Regions from separate parts of the Sus scrofa genome. Here region 2 is linked to region 1. Evidence: chromatin contacts called from public HiChIP or PLAC-seq data. All regions are on one chromosome and are shown on one strand. Each heading gives the region's core, a stretch centred on a gene start, on an enhancer-like site or on the middle of the called end of the contact. The rest is flanking DNA. Distances are from core to core; before and after follow the strand shown.

The links. HiChIP or PLAC-seq counts read pairs in DNA pulled down with a chosen protein or histone mark.
Region 2: an H3K27ac HiChIP or PLAC-seq map of alveolar macrophages shows a contact between it and region 1. The contact joins the promoter of POLG here to the promoter of ABHD2 in region 1. A contact is called at or near these places in 2 of 47 Hi-C or Micro-C datasets (liver and skeletal muscle) and 1 of 2 datasets of contacts at active chromatin or transcription factors (alveolar macrophages).

What each region holds. Positions count from the first base shown.
Region 1 is chr7:54,651,664-54,658,347 of Sscrofa11.1, forward strand. ABHD2 (monoacylglycerol lipase ABHD2) reads left to right here and starts at 4,031. Exons shown (of 11, transcript XM_001925989.7): 1 at 4,031-4,248. It also overlaps LOC102161272.
Region 2 is chr7:54,903,030-54,909,713 of Sscrofa11.1, forward strand. POLG (DNA polymerase subunit gamma-1) reads right to left here and starts at 4,138. Exons shown (of 23, transcript XM_001927064.5): 1 at 3,666-4,138; 2 at 2,154-2,931. The coding sequence starts at 2,770. TRNAR-UCG (a tRNA gene) reads left to right here and starts at 4,064; the gene lies at 4,064-4,136.

The DNA.
Region 1 (6,684 bases), core at 2,781-5,280:
TCACCCACAAACTTTCCCATCTCCCTCAGAGTGATTATGTCAATGAGGTCTTTACTCAGTCCTCCAAACCCTCTCTGCTAAGGATATTCCAAAGGAAACGTTTCTCTCACCAGGTGGTAGATATATGACTCTTAAAAAAAAAAAAAATCCTGCAACTGTTGGGGTGATGGGTAAATGAGAACTTTCTGTACTTTCTGTCCAGTTTTGCTGTGACTCTAAAACCATTTTAAAAAATGAAGTCTATATAAAAGCAAATCCCGAATCCCGTGACCACTACTTCTGAGGGACAGAACTTAGAAGATGAGTTAGCACTTTGAGAAACAATCTTTTTTTTTGTCTTTTCTAGGGCCGCACCCGAGGCATATGGAAGTTCCCAGGTTAGGGGTCGAATTGGAGCAGTAGCCTCTGGCCTACGCCACAGCCACAGCAACTGCGGGATCCGAGCCACATCTGTGACCTACACCACAGCTCACAGCAATGCCAGATCCTTAACCCACTGAGTGAGACCAGGGATCAAACCCAAAACCTCATGGCTCCTAGTCGGATTCGTTAACCACTGAGCCATGATGGGAACTCCAAGAAACATCCTTAAATGATCTATAACAGCTACAAACAAAACATTTAAGAGCTGAAATATATGGCAGGCACCATTTGATGCACTTAACATCTATAAACCATCTGCTCTTCCCAGCACCCCATGAGGAAAGCACAATTTACTGTCACCTAAATTTTATGGAAGTGGGGCACAGAGAGGCACGGTTTATGCCCAAGGTCACAAAGCTAGGAGAGGCAGAGTCAGGATTCAAGCCTCAGCAGCAGAGAAGCCAAAGCCCATTGCTGTCGATCATCCATTAAGGATAATGACAATGACAGAATAATGAAAATGACAAACTGAGTGAATCACTGATTTGCTAGAAGAAAATAAATAGAGCCCACGATCTGCTCTGACCTCTGCTGCCTGATGCCTCTCTGAGGACCCCAAGGAATTTCCCAGATCCTGCTGAGAAAACCCAGGTGATCTTAGAGCCAGTTCCTCTTCAGTAAAGTGATTAAACTTTAGTCATTTCAGAATGTGGGTGGGTGCATGCCCTCTTGCTGGTTCTCTTTTTTTTTTTAATTTTTTTGTCCCGTAGCATATGGAGGTTCCCAGGCTAGGGGTCCAATCAGAGCTATAGCTGCCAGCCTACACCGCAGCCACAACAACTTGGAATCTGAGCCACATCTGTGACCTACACCACAGCTCACAGCAACACCATCCGGATCCTTAACCCACTGAGCGAGGCCAGGGATCAAACCCACAACCTCATGGTTCCCAGTCAGATTTGTTTCCACTGTGCCATGACAGGAACTCTTTGCTGGTTCTCTTTTATAACAAGGCACTCTCATGCTCTCAGAAATGTACTTCATAGCCAAGTCCAAACCACTGGTTATCCCAGACCAAGCCTCACCAAATCTTCCATCCCGACAGGTGACTAAACTTGAAGGCAAAAATGAGTCCATTCTGTCTCCTAAATGGCCTCCCACAGAACCACTATATTGAATGAAATAACATAATTCAACAGAATACAGCAAGAGCCAAAGCAAAGAAGAGGAAACAGAAACCAGAGACCAATAAGAAAGTAGTTCTAGGAGTTCCTGTTGTGACGCAGCAGAAATGAAACCAACCAGTATCTGTGAGGGTGCAGGTTCGATCCCTGGCCCTGCTCAGTTGGTTAAGGATCTGATGTTGCCATGAGCTGTGGTGTAGGTCGCAGATGGAGCTCAAATCCTGCATTGCTGTGGCTGTGGTATAGGCTGGCAGTTGCAGCTCCAATTCGACCCCTAGCGTGGGAACCTCCATATGCCATGGATGAGGTCCTAAAAAAAAAAAAAAAGAAAGAAAAGAAAAAAGCAGTTCTATGTTGCAAAGAGTAACGGATCATTATTTAAACCAGCCAGAGCTGGGAAGGAGATATACATGGCCTTCCCCTCTTTCTTCTCTGTCTAGGCTCATTCTATGCCTCTTTTTGAGCCTTAGTGACACAACTGTGTTCTAGAATTCCTGAACCTGATGAGCATCCCTTCCTGGAACTCTTGGCTAAAGCTGTGTTCCTGACATGGATGGAAAATTCCATTTGCACAATGATAAGCCATCTGCACCCTACTCCCCAGAGCCACTTTTTGTGGCTCTGAATCCAGCTGGAGAAATCTTTTTGGATCTCGGGAGCCACATCAGGTTTTTCAGGGCCTAACAAGACATCTCAGTCTCCTTTAGCAAACATGAGCAGGAGCAAACCTGTTTCCCTAGCAGGAGTGCAGACATAGAGATGGCCACCGAGCAGTACTATTCAAAGACACAAGAACTGGAAAACCATGGAGCAGAACCAAGTGTGTGGGGGTATGCGAGCACGCGCGCGCGCGCACACACACACACACACACACACACACACACACACACACACACAAAGTGGCAACAGATCCAAAGCTCTTTTCTGGAAGCCCCAATTTTTTTTAACACAAAGAGTCAGAACGACAGGAGTCCCTCACTATAACCCTCTGTTCAGGTTTTTCTTTCCCCAAACGGAAGAGAATATAGAGGAATAAATAAATGCTGAAATAAAACTTTTTGTTTTAAGTAACGTGACAACTGAATGAAAAACAAAGCAGAGGATTCTTTCTCCTTCTTCCCTCGAGAGCACCATGGTATGGGTTCTCTCAAAGGTAGGCCCAAAGGAGCTGGGAAATAGCCTTGAGAGGCTATTTCCATTCATATTCTAGGACTTCCATAGCTTCGGAATGGGGAATGGGCTTCAGGAGTTCCTGACAGATTTTATGCAGTGGTTTCTGGTGCAGTGCTGATCAGCCTTCCAAAGGATATGTGGTCTCACTCCACGAAACTTGAGCCACTGGACACATGGTTGGGTGAACAGGAAAAAGGAAGCTCCATTTTTCAAAATCCTGAAATATGTTGAAAAAATTAACATGAATGCAAATACCACTTTCCTTCTCTGGCTAAAATCACAACTCCCATCTCATTCCTTGCTCTCTCTCTTCCAGCCCTACTGTGCCTTGGCAGGGTAGCCCTCTCTGCCCTTAAGCATTTGCTTTTCAAGCTAGTCAAGTGTTCTCTTCTTGGTAAAAGCACATGCCATTGCAAAAGCAGTTTCAGACTCATAGAATTTTAGAATTGGACTTAGTTCCACAAACCAATGGGTAAGTGGATGGGGAACCAGTCTTGATTGAACGCCTACTGAGTGCCAGGCACTGTTAGTGTTTACCAGAATTATTTAAACTTCTCATTAACTACTGTTGTTACTCCCAGTTGCCAAATGAAAAATAATCAGGATGCATGCAGAAAAATTAAATGACTTGCTCAGGGCCATGCAACCTGTACACACCAAGAGGGATTCCAACTCTAAGATCTGCTTCCGAAGGCTACGTTCTTCCAGGCTGCTTTCAACTGAGCAAGGGTCATCTTAAGAGCTGAAAGGACAGTGGGACAATGACTGAGGTCCACCCTGCCTGCCACGTCCCCATCATCCTTCCCTAGCTGGCAGAGGCCAGAGGCTGCTGCCTTCACATCCTTTCTTCTCCTTATGGCTTGGTGACTCACTAACTTCCCTCCTCTCTCCTGGGACACGAGCCCCAAATCTTGCCACCAGTGTCCTGAACTACAGGTGAGTCCAGCAGTCGACCTGGAGCCTTCAAGCCCGGCAGCTGAGCTACCAGCCAGCCTCCCTCCTCCCAGCCCCAGAAGACGTCTGACCTTACCCAGCCCCCCAAACCAGCTGCGGTCACAAATGCCTCCCTCTCGGTACCCCGCCTCCATCAACATCAACCACTACCCAGCTTTCCGCGCTCTTATCTTTGCCCTGCCCACTCCAGGCTGGCTTTATCCTATAGCGTCTTGACCCACTGGCTAAAGACGTCAAGAATAACCAATTGTCGTGGAGCTCTCGGCTGAGGGCTCCGCCTCCACTCTGAGGAGTAGGTCCCCTGACCAATGGGCTACCCTCTGGATGTAAAAAGCCCTCGGGGCTCATAGAGCAGAAGCCGGGCGGCCCAATGAACGGGCTAGTTTCCGTGGTTAGGGGCGTGGTAGAAGCGGTCGTCAGGGGCGGGGCGGCAGTTGCTTGGGCGGGGCCGGTAGCGGCGGGAGCTGCACTGGCCAGGGGTTCCGGCTGCATTTCCATGAGCGCCGGCGGCAGCGGCGGAGCTGCGGAGACTGGACTGAGGGCGAGCTGGGCCGCTGTAGTCAACCGCGCTCAGGTAAAGCCACGGTCGAGCTAGCTCCGCTAAGCCGCGATCGAGCCCCGGATCAGTTGGGCTAAACCCCTGAGCCCCGCGGTCCTGTCGTGGCTCGGCCCATCGCGCCGTTGCCTGCGGCTCGGGATCCTCGGGGGCCTGTCACCTGGCGCCTCGGGGGTCCCCAGGGCCGTCGGGGAGGGAAGCAGCCTGGATCACATTGGGTGGGGTACGCCTTCCTGAAAGCTCTTTGTCCCCTCTCGCCTCGGGCACAGAGGCTGGGGACATTCCCGACTGCGGCCTCCCTGCCAGCCATTCCTGCATCCGTGCGCACCCTTGGGACCTCTGGGGTCTGAGGCAGGGGTCTTGGTGAAGGAGATATGGGACCCGCGCCTATAGGGAGAGGGCCGGGGGCCTAATTACAAACCCGGAATACCGGAGGGCCCTCTGTGTTTCTGGGCTCAAGAGGCGCACCCAGGACTGATAGGTTCAAGTTGGGAGGTAGCTTTTGACCCACTTGGAGGCGCACTTAGGGAGCTCGGCCCTGCGCCCGGCACCTTTCTAGGCTCTTCGTGATCTTTCCCCACAGTGAGAGCTGTCCAGCAGCAGGCCCTGCTAGGCGAGGCAGTCACCATCTCGACCTTGGAAGTGACCAGGCAGAGGCCAAGTGACAGCCACCTGTCAGGGATGCTTAGAAAGGACTCGAAAGGGAAGACTGCATGACCCACCTGTAAGGCCCTTCTCCACTCACAGAGGCACTCTGGGTGACCTTTAATGCCTACCTTGAGAAGAGTACTGCTGGGGGTCCATTAGTTTGAAAGTGGATGTTGTGTGGTCTCAACTCTCAAGAGTCTGTGCTAGCAAAGAGAATGGACCCTGCCAAGTAGCTTATTTAGCCATCATGAAACTCCTTAATTTGAACTACGTGGGCTGCCTCTAATCATCTTCCTAATTCCTCTCTCTTGGTTGCTCCACCTCCAGTGTGTTAGTTTGACTTGCATTCCAGTAACCAGATCCAAAGGCAGGCTCCAAGATCAGACTCAGGAGAGTTGCCGGGGTGGGGGTGGGAGACTGTAGGTTTGGCAGAGTTAATGTGATCTGGCCCCGAGCTTTTTAGAGTCCAAAAGAGAAGCCATCCAGTAGCCCCCTTTCACTGCCCCCTGTCATTTGCCTGAATAGAGTAGAATAATAATCTTCTGAAGGTCAGGAGGCAGAAGCAGAACCTTAGCACAACATTTTATCTGTTTTAGGATGAATTAACCTTTGAGTAACCAGTTAGAAAGCAAGCCAGTCCAAATCCTGATCGCCAACATGGACTGGTGGCATTTTCGAGCTGAAGCTACCTTAGATAGAACTCACCTAATCTGTCTTTAATGCACCGGTGAGGAGACGAAGGCCTGGGGAGGTCACAGGACTGACTGGTCATCACAGAGCTATGACTAAGGCATCTGTTGATCCTGGATCTGGCCAGTGCATGACTTGTTATTTCTACTCCTAGCCTACTTACCTTACTCTAGATGTTCAAGTTGTAAGGGAGTCCAACGAGGCTAAGAGCTCAGATTTGGGTGCAAGAGTGCCTGGATTTGAATCTTAGCACTGCTTCTTACTAGCTGTAACCTTGGGCAAATTACCTAACCTGTCCGTGCCTCTGTTTGCTCACCTTTAAAACAGGAATAATAATAGTACTTAGATTAGAAAGAAGGTGGTTTTGAGAATTACTTTATCTGAAGCATTTAGAATGGTGCCTGGCACCCAATAACCACCATAGATTTATTAAATACGATCTTCTGTTGCCTTTTCATACAGCTTTTCTTCATACCTACCACCAACTATTTTCTAGCAGGAGCTAATTTTTTTTCCTACCTCCTTTCCCCCAATTCATTAAACATATTCCAGATTTCATGGCAGCGTAGATATCTGCAGAGTTTTCCAACTCACATTGCATTTTATGTCTTATTTTTCTGTCTTTTATTGAATCAGGTTATTCATTTTCTGTTAGCCTTCTCTTTGTAATTACACTCTTTTTAGACTCCAAATCTCATTCTCTTAAAAAGGTGGGGGGGGGACTGTCCCTCAAAGTGATAAACAAAGTCGCTGATGATACCATTCTCTAGGGCATCCTTCCAAATATCTCTTCCCTCTGTTTGGCCCTCCTTCCCAGTTGTCAGTGTGATGCAGCTTGATTATAAATGGGTGAACATTTTTAGATTAAGATTTCATGAGCCACTGTATTAAGTGCTTTTCGGAAGTTCAAGGATCGTGTGTCAAATGCATTTAAGCAAGTTACTTAGTCATTGGAGCGCCAGCAGCGCCTGCCTTGCCTGGCAGAAGCACAAGCGTGTGACTGATTCTTGCTGGTAATCTAGCTCGTTCCCTAATTTTACTGCATTTTTTCCTGTTCTTTTCTTAAGCATGAAATAAACCAGATGGCATGTGCAGTGGAACAGTCCTCCTCTCGTT
Region 2 (6,684 bases), core at 2,888-5,387, 250 kb after region 1:
TGAAATTGGCTCCAGATCCACCAGGCCAAGTGTGGGGCAATGGCCCACAGATCATGCCAAAGGGTCAAAGCCACTCAGTATCAAAGTGAGTGACGAGGCCACATGTGGTGACACAGTGGCCACCACAGCTTTGAGGGAGCCCCCCTGCTCCCCTTACACAGGGGAGGAGGATTATCTGCCTCAACGCTTATGACAAAAAATTCGTTTCTTCGGGGAAGGGCCTAGCAGCAAAAAAAAAAAAAAAAAAAAAAAAGGTTCCCAGTTTTAAACCTAATAAACCCTAACTCATACTCCAAATGGTAGGAATACACTAAGGGACTCAAGCTGAAACCTCCTCCCTTTTCAATTCAGCGTGTCAAGGTCCTTAAAAACAACACAGAAGGATGAAGAATGGCAAATACTGGAGGCCAGGGTGATGACAGGAACTTTGGGTGTGATAAAAAGCCAGACTGGGGTCAAGCTCTAGGGCTGCAGCTATGCATGAGAACCACCTTGTTAAAGTGACTTGTGATTTAAAAAAAAAAAAAAAAAAAAAAAAAAAAAAAAAAAAAAAGAGGCCAAAACACAAACACCTCTGGCAAATTGAAGATGAGTTAGAACCACTGCCATTCATACTGCACTTTCCCTGTGACTCGTCCATCAGCACTGACAGCTTGTGCAATGTCCCTCTGGTCTGATGACCAAAGCCCTGACCAGCAGCCTTGGGGAAGTTGCCCTATGGGCTTCTCCTTCCCAATGGAAACCGCGGCCTGCTCTGGAGCCTCACGTTCCCCAGCCCCGTGGCAAGGATGTGCCCAGAGGAAGAGTGGGCTGCTGGCAGGGACCCATCGGGCACCAACCCACCCCCACCCCACCCCAGCTCCCAGGAAGGCCCCACACGAGCCCACTCCTCAGCAATGACCTCTGCCGCCAGGCAGACCCAGCAGTGCCCCTGGTACCACTGGCAAGAAATGGAATGAGAATGAGAGGAGGGTGGGAGGGAAAGGGAGAGAAAACTGAAAGAGGTGAAAAGTTAGTCGAGGAAGAAGGAGGCAGCGAAAAGAAAAAGGGGACTTTGGGTAAAGTGGCCCCAAATGACCAAAAGTTCAAAAGACAAGTCCTTCTTGTCACTGGTTCCCTCATTTCCTTTCAGCCACCACAGCCTACTGCATCTCCTCAAATGATGGACAGCATTCCCTCTATTCTGACCATCGAGTTACACAGTAAGCACTGAGAGTCTCATCTTAACTGCAACTAAATCAATGAGGAATCATCTAGTTTTTCTCTTTTCAGCCATTAATGCCTACCTTATCTATTTAGCCATGTTTTCACCATTTTCAACTGCATATTTAACATTTCGCAGCTTTCTTTACAAAGATGTAGCTTCCAATAGGAATAAAGAAACTGCCAACTTTTTTTGCTGGCCATGCCTGAAAGCATTAAGGTTGTAAATAGTATTTTAATCCTGGAATGAAGAATAAAAAAAGGGGAGAAACAGTACTGCCATCATTGTTTGAAAAAGAAACGTGGGTAGCACTTTAGAAAAGTTATTTTAAAAAGGAAAGAGATGGGATATACCTTTGAGGGACCAAAATGCCTGCACCAATGCCTTGGGAGGCTGGGGAAAGGAAACACTGTTTCTCAAATGGGGGGGGGTGTTACCTGGGGGGAGGGAAGGATTTGGAAACACTGAAGGGGGCGGGGTTTAGTCTGGCATTCAAGGGAACAGCTGGGGATGCTAAGCCTCTTACACTGCCTGGGACACTGCCGCAAAAGGGAGGTTTCTCTTGCTCAAAAGAACCATTAGCATCCCCAGATAGAAACACAGTCCAATGTCTCGGGCCAACTTCTCAGGAAGCCATAAGGCACCAAATCAAGGTGATCTCAAGTGGTCTCCCAGTCAGTTTCAAGTCCAGCACTCCACTGTGATTCTGTGCAGAGCCCCTGTCACCACCTGACCTTTGCTTGGGTGTCCTTTACCACCCACCTGCCCACCAGAAAGTAAGCTCTGTACAAGCTGGGGTCCAACTTATTTTAGCTCACTGCTGAATTCACAATCCCTGGAAAAGCGCCTATCAGACACATCGTTGGAGCTCAGCAAATGTTCCCTGAACCAAACTATTAAGCTGGGCCCCCCACGTGTGCTGAAGTCCCCAACCCCAGCCCCTACTCACCAGGCCGAGGGGGATATGGCCACCGCCAATGTGGGGCAAGTTCCCTCTGCCAAGCAGACCTCCACGTCGAACACCAGGGCCCGCTCCTCGGGGATGGCCACGGGTTCGGCCTCCCCCGCGGGGCCGTACCGGGTCCACCCCTCCGCCCAGGCCCAGCTCGAGGGCCGGGGGGGCAGCTGGGCCTGCAAGAGGGAGTTGGCCGCCTCCAGGTAGGGCAGGCTCTGCTTCTGGGCCAGGAGGCGGAAGTGCTGGTCCAGGTTGCCCCCGTAGAGGGGCGGCAGGCGCAGCTCCACGTCCGGCAAGGGCGAGGCCGGCTGCCCCCAGAGCCCGTGCTTCTGCAGGTGCTCGACGCTGCGGCGCACCGCGGCCTCGCCGGGCATCTCCCCGCCGCGCCCGAAGATTTGCTCGTGGAGCCCTCTCGAGAGCATCTGGATGTGCAGTGGGTTGTGCCGCAGCTGCCCGTCCTCCGAGGAGGGCACCTGCGGCGGCTGCGGCGGCGGCTGCCCGTCGCTGGGGACGGGGACGGGGGCGGAGCTGAAGCCCCAACGCCCTGGAGCTGGAACCGGCCCTGGCCCGACGCTGGCGCCGGCCACCTTCCTCCAGAGCAGGCGGCTCATGGTTGGTGCAGGGAGCCCCCCGCTGGGAGTCAGGACACCTGGCTTTGGGCTCCAGCTTGGCAGCTTTTACTGGCGGGAAGACGTGGAGGGAGACACGTCCCGTCTCTCTTTTCCTGTCAGTGAAACGGTCCTGATCATGCCTGCCTTCCACCCAACAAATCCTAAAGGAGACAGACGACAGTGTTAACTTATGAAATGCCCAACACGTGCTACATTAACAACCATCGCTCTTAAGCACTTGCTGCGTCTCAGGCAGTGTGCCAGGCGCCTTTGGGTACATTTTCTCAGTTAATCATCAGACAACCTTGAGAAGGATCAGTATCCCTCCAGAGGAAAACTGGGGCTCACATGGGTTCACTGGGGAAGATGAAGGTTAGTGGCTAAGAGCGCAGACTCTGAACAGGTTTGAATCCCGGCTCCGGCTCCTAGGAGACCTATGACCTTGGGCAAGCTTCTTAGGCCCCGGTTCCCGACTCTTTGAAATGGGGTTATGAGTTCTACCAGCCATACAGACAGCTTTTCGGGTGACACAGGGCGACCAGGTCGGGCAGCCCAGCCCTGGGCAAATGCTCGGCTAACGGTGGCTGCCATTACCGTGACCGCCGCAGCCCGAGGCCCTAGCGCCTCTAGGAGCCAGCGCGCGGATTCGAACCCGTCCGGGGAGGCCGCCGTCCCGCGGGGTCCCCACCCACGCCCGGGCCGGGGCCCAGCGGGCCGAAGGAGCCCGGCAGGTGGCGTCGGCAGAGGCCCCCGGCGCTCCCGGCCGCCAGCCCGCCTGAGCCCGGCGGCAGCGCCGCGGTGCGCCCTGGGACGAGCCTCCGCCCAGCTCAAGGCCGCGCTCCCTTCGCCACCGCTCAGCGACCCGACCTCCCCTCAGCGCCGACCCTCCGGAAACCTCAGTCCACCCGGAGCTTCTCAGTCGGCGGCTGCCGACCCCAGGCCAGAGACGCGGCGTCTCCCCTCGCGCGGCCTTTGCAGCCTCGGCGTGGCCTGTGGCTTCCACCCGACCAGTCCGCCTCGCTGGCAGCCGCAACTTCCCGTCTGCGTCCCGCTCGGTCCCGCGGCTACCCCGAGAGGCAGGCGGGAGACTCCCAGTGCGACCAATAGGAGAGTCACAAATGGACCGGTCCGCCCGTGGGGGGGGAATAGGACTTCCGGGTGGGCTCTCCCTACGGAACTCTGGGAATCAAGGTCCAACCTCCCCCGCTCAAGAAGCAGGTGGGTTGGTCCCAGGCAAGACAGTAGGCGGTAAAAATATAGTTTAGGCTGTCCAAAGAGTAACAGCAAGCGGGCGGCCGCGTGGCCTAATGGATAAGGCGTCTGACTTCGGATCAGAAGATTGCAGGTTCGAGTCCTGCCGCGGTCGGAAGCTCAGCTACCCTTTTTGATTTGCACCTTCCTAGGTATTTAGCCAGGACCGCACGAGACGCTGTTACCAATTACTACAGTTCACTGACGTCTGGAAACACCCAGATCTGGGGAAGTACGGGTCCCCATCCACCACGCCCCGTACGTCGGTGCGAAATTGCTCCTCTGCGTGGGGAAGCCGCAGTACGGTTCTAACAGTCATCTGCCGTGCGTGTACCTCCACGAAGGTAAAGCTGGCGGGCATCCTAAGCCGAGGCACTGGTTTCAAATCATTAGATGTGTCGGAATGGTGGAAATTGGCACCTGAGGCAGACCCTTCCTCTCCCCGTCTGGGGCAATTCTGACGGTACAAACGCTACCTTTCACCGAACCGGAATCTGCAACCGGATATTAAGCCCTCGCCCCAGCGCGGGGAGCTGCCCTCCAGTCTTTGCGGTCTCCTGTCCGCGCATCCCGCTGATAAACTGTCAAGTACTACTCAGATTAAGCCCCATGTGAAAGGGAGAACCTGGATCCTGGAGACACAGCTACGAAGATTTGGAAAGTGAGGCTAAGAGCGATCTGAGACAGACCTGAGGACACACAGCTGATGAGGGTCAACACTGAGGCCTCACCGAAAGTCAGTCCCCACCTTCCAGCCCGTGCCTGTGCCAGGACACCAGGATCTGACAACGGCCTTCAGTATTTTTCAGCGGTGCGGTTTGGAGATACCCAGGAAAACACACTCCCCACCTGTCCTGCGGACACAACCCACCCAGAAAGGCAGAGAAAACCCCAGGAAAAGGTCTGTGAAGGCCTCACAGTAGCATTACTCTAGATCCTTCCGTAGACCACCAGGGAACTCCCTCCCTTTATTTTTAAGTATGAAATATTGTTTACACGTTGCAATTCATACATTTTTTTTTTTTTTTTTTTTTTTTTTTTTGCTTTTTAGGGCCACACCTGCAGCAAATGGATGGAAGTTCCCAGGCTAGGGATCTAATCGGAACTACAGCTGCCGGCCTACACCACAGCCACAGCAACGCGGAATCCCAGCCGCATCTGCCACCTACACCACAGCTCACAGGCAACGCCAGATCCTTAACCCGCTGAACGACATCAGGGACCAAACCCGCAACCTCATGGTTCCTAGTCGGATTCGTTTCCACTGCGCCACTACGGGAACTCCAAGATATATTTAATATACACAGAAAAGTACTTTTATTTGGTTCTTTCTCTTGGCAAAAATTACACTCAACTGAAAATTCAGCATTTTATAATCTGGGTTTTTCTTGTCGCTTAACCATGTTACCACTGATATTTTTTACAAAATGCCAAGACAAGGCTTAACTCAGGGAGTCCCTAAGTGGGGAAAACATTTTCATTATTTCCTCTAATCTTTTTCTGCGATTTAGCATTTCCTTCAATTATGAGGTTAGGTGAGCAGCCGCAGTAGGGTTAGCAGTACCCGAGACTTTGCCCCTGAGTGCAAACACAGATATTCCCATAAAACATTACAGTTGCTGCAGATTGTTCACGCTCATCTGTACTGCAAAACAGAAGTGTGTTAGGCTGCTCCTAGGCCTCCTTTTAAAATGAGTTAACCAAAAATTACATCACCTTTGTGTTCTTTCTAATGTTTCATTATCTTTGATTTCCTTTGTATGCATTTAAAAACATTGTTCTCAGGAGTTTGCATCGTGGTGTGGTGGAAACGAATCTTACTAGGAACCACGAGGTTGCGAATACAATCCATGAGCTGTGGTGTAGGTTGCAGACGCAGCTCAGATCTGGTGTTGCTGTGGCTGTGGCATAGGCTGGCAGCAACAGCTCCTCCAATTAGACCCCTAGCCTGGGAACTTCCATATGCTGTGGATGCGGCCCTAAAAAAAACCAAAAAAACCCCGTATTATTCTTAAGGAGTTTCCGTTGTGAGTGACTCAGCGGTAACAAACCTGACTATTATCCTTGAGGACTCAGGCTAGATCCCTGGCCCCACTCAGTGGGTTAAGGATCTGGAGTTGCCCCGAGCTGTGGTGTAGGTTGCAGATGAGGCTTGGATCCAGTGTTGCTGTGCTGTAGGCCCGCAGCTGCAGTTCCAATTAGACCCCTATCCAGATAAAGGGCAAAAACAAACAAACAAGGATTATTCTTAGAAGATGTCTATGGCTCAAAAAAGCTAGGTTCCCCTTGCCTAACTGAATGTCATTCCTGGGGACACTGTTGCTGGGCCTGCATGATATCTACTAGGAGAAGAGCCCCCCTCCCTCTAGGTTCAGTGCCAGGAAATACCCATTGACATGCCTGCCCCTCCCAGAAGGCTAATTCAGGCCAGTCTGGTACCCTAGCCCTGGAATTAGAATCTTTAGCAAGGGCAAAAGTGATAGACACTGGTACCTACTTTGAGAGGGTATCCAGAGGCATGAGCCATTCCTGCCCAGCTGCCTGCTGGTGGTACCTGAGAAGCCACATACATTTCCCTACAATTCCCTTGACCTCTCCTTCCACATAGCAAGAGACCAATTCACTAATACAATCCATGACCAATTCACTAGGAACCCCCTGTC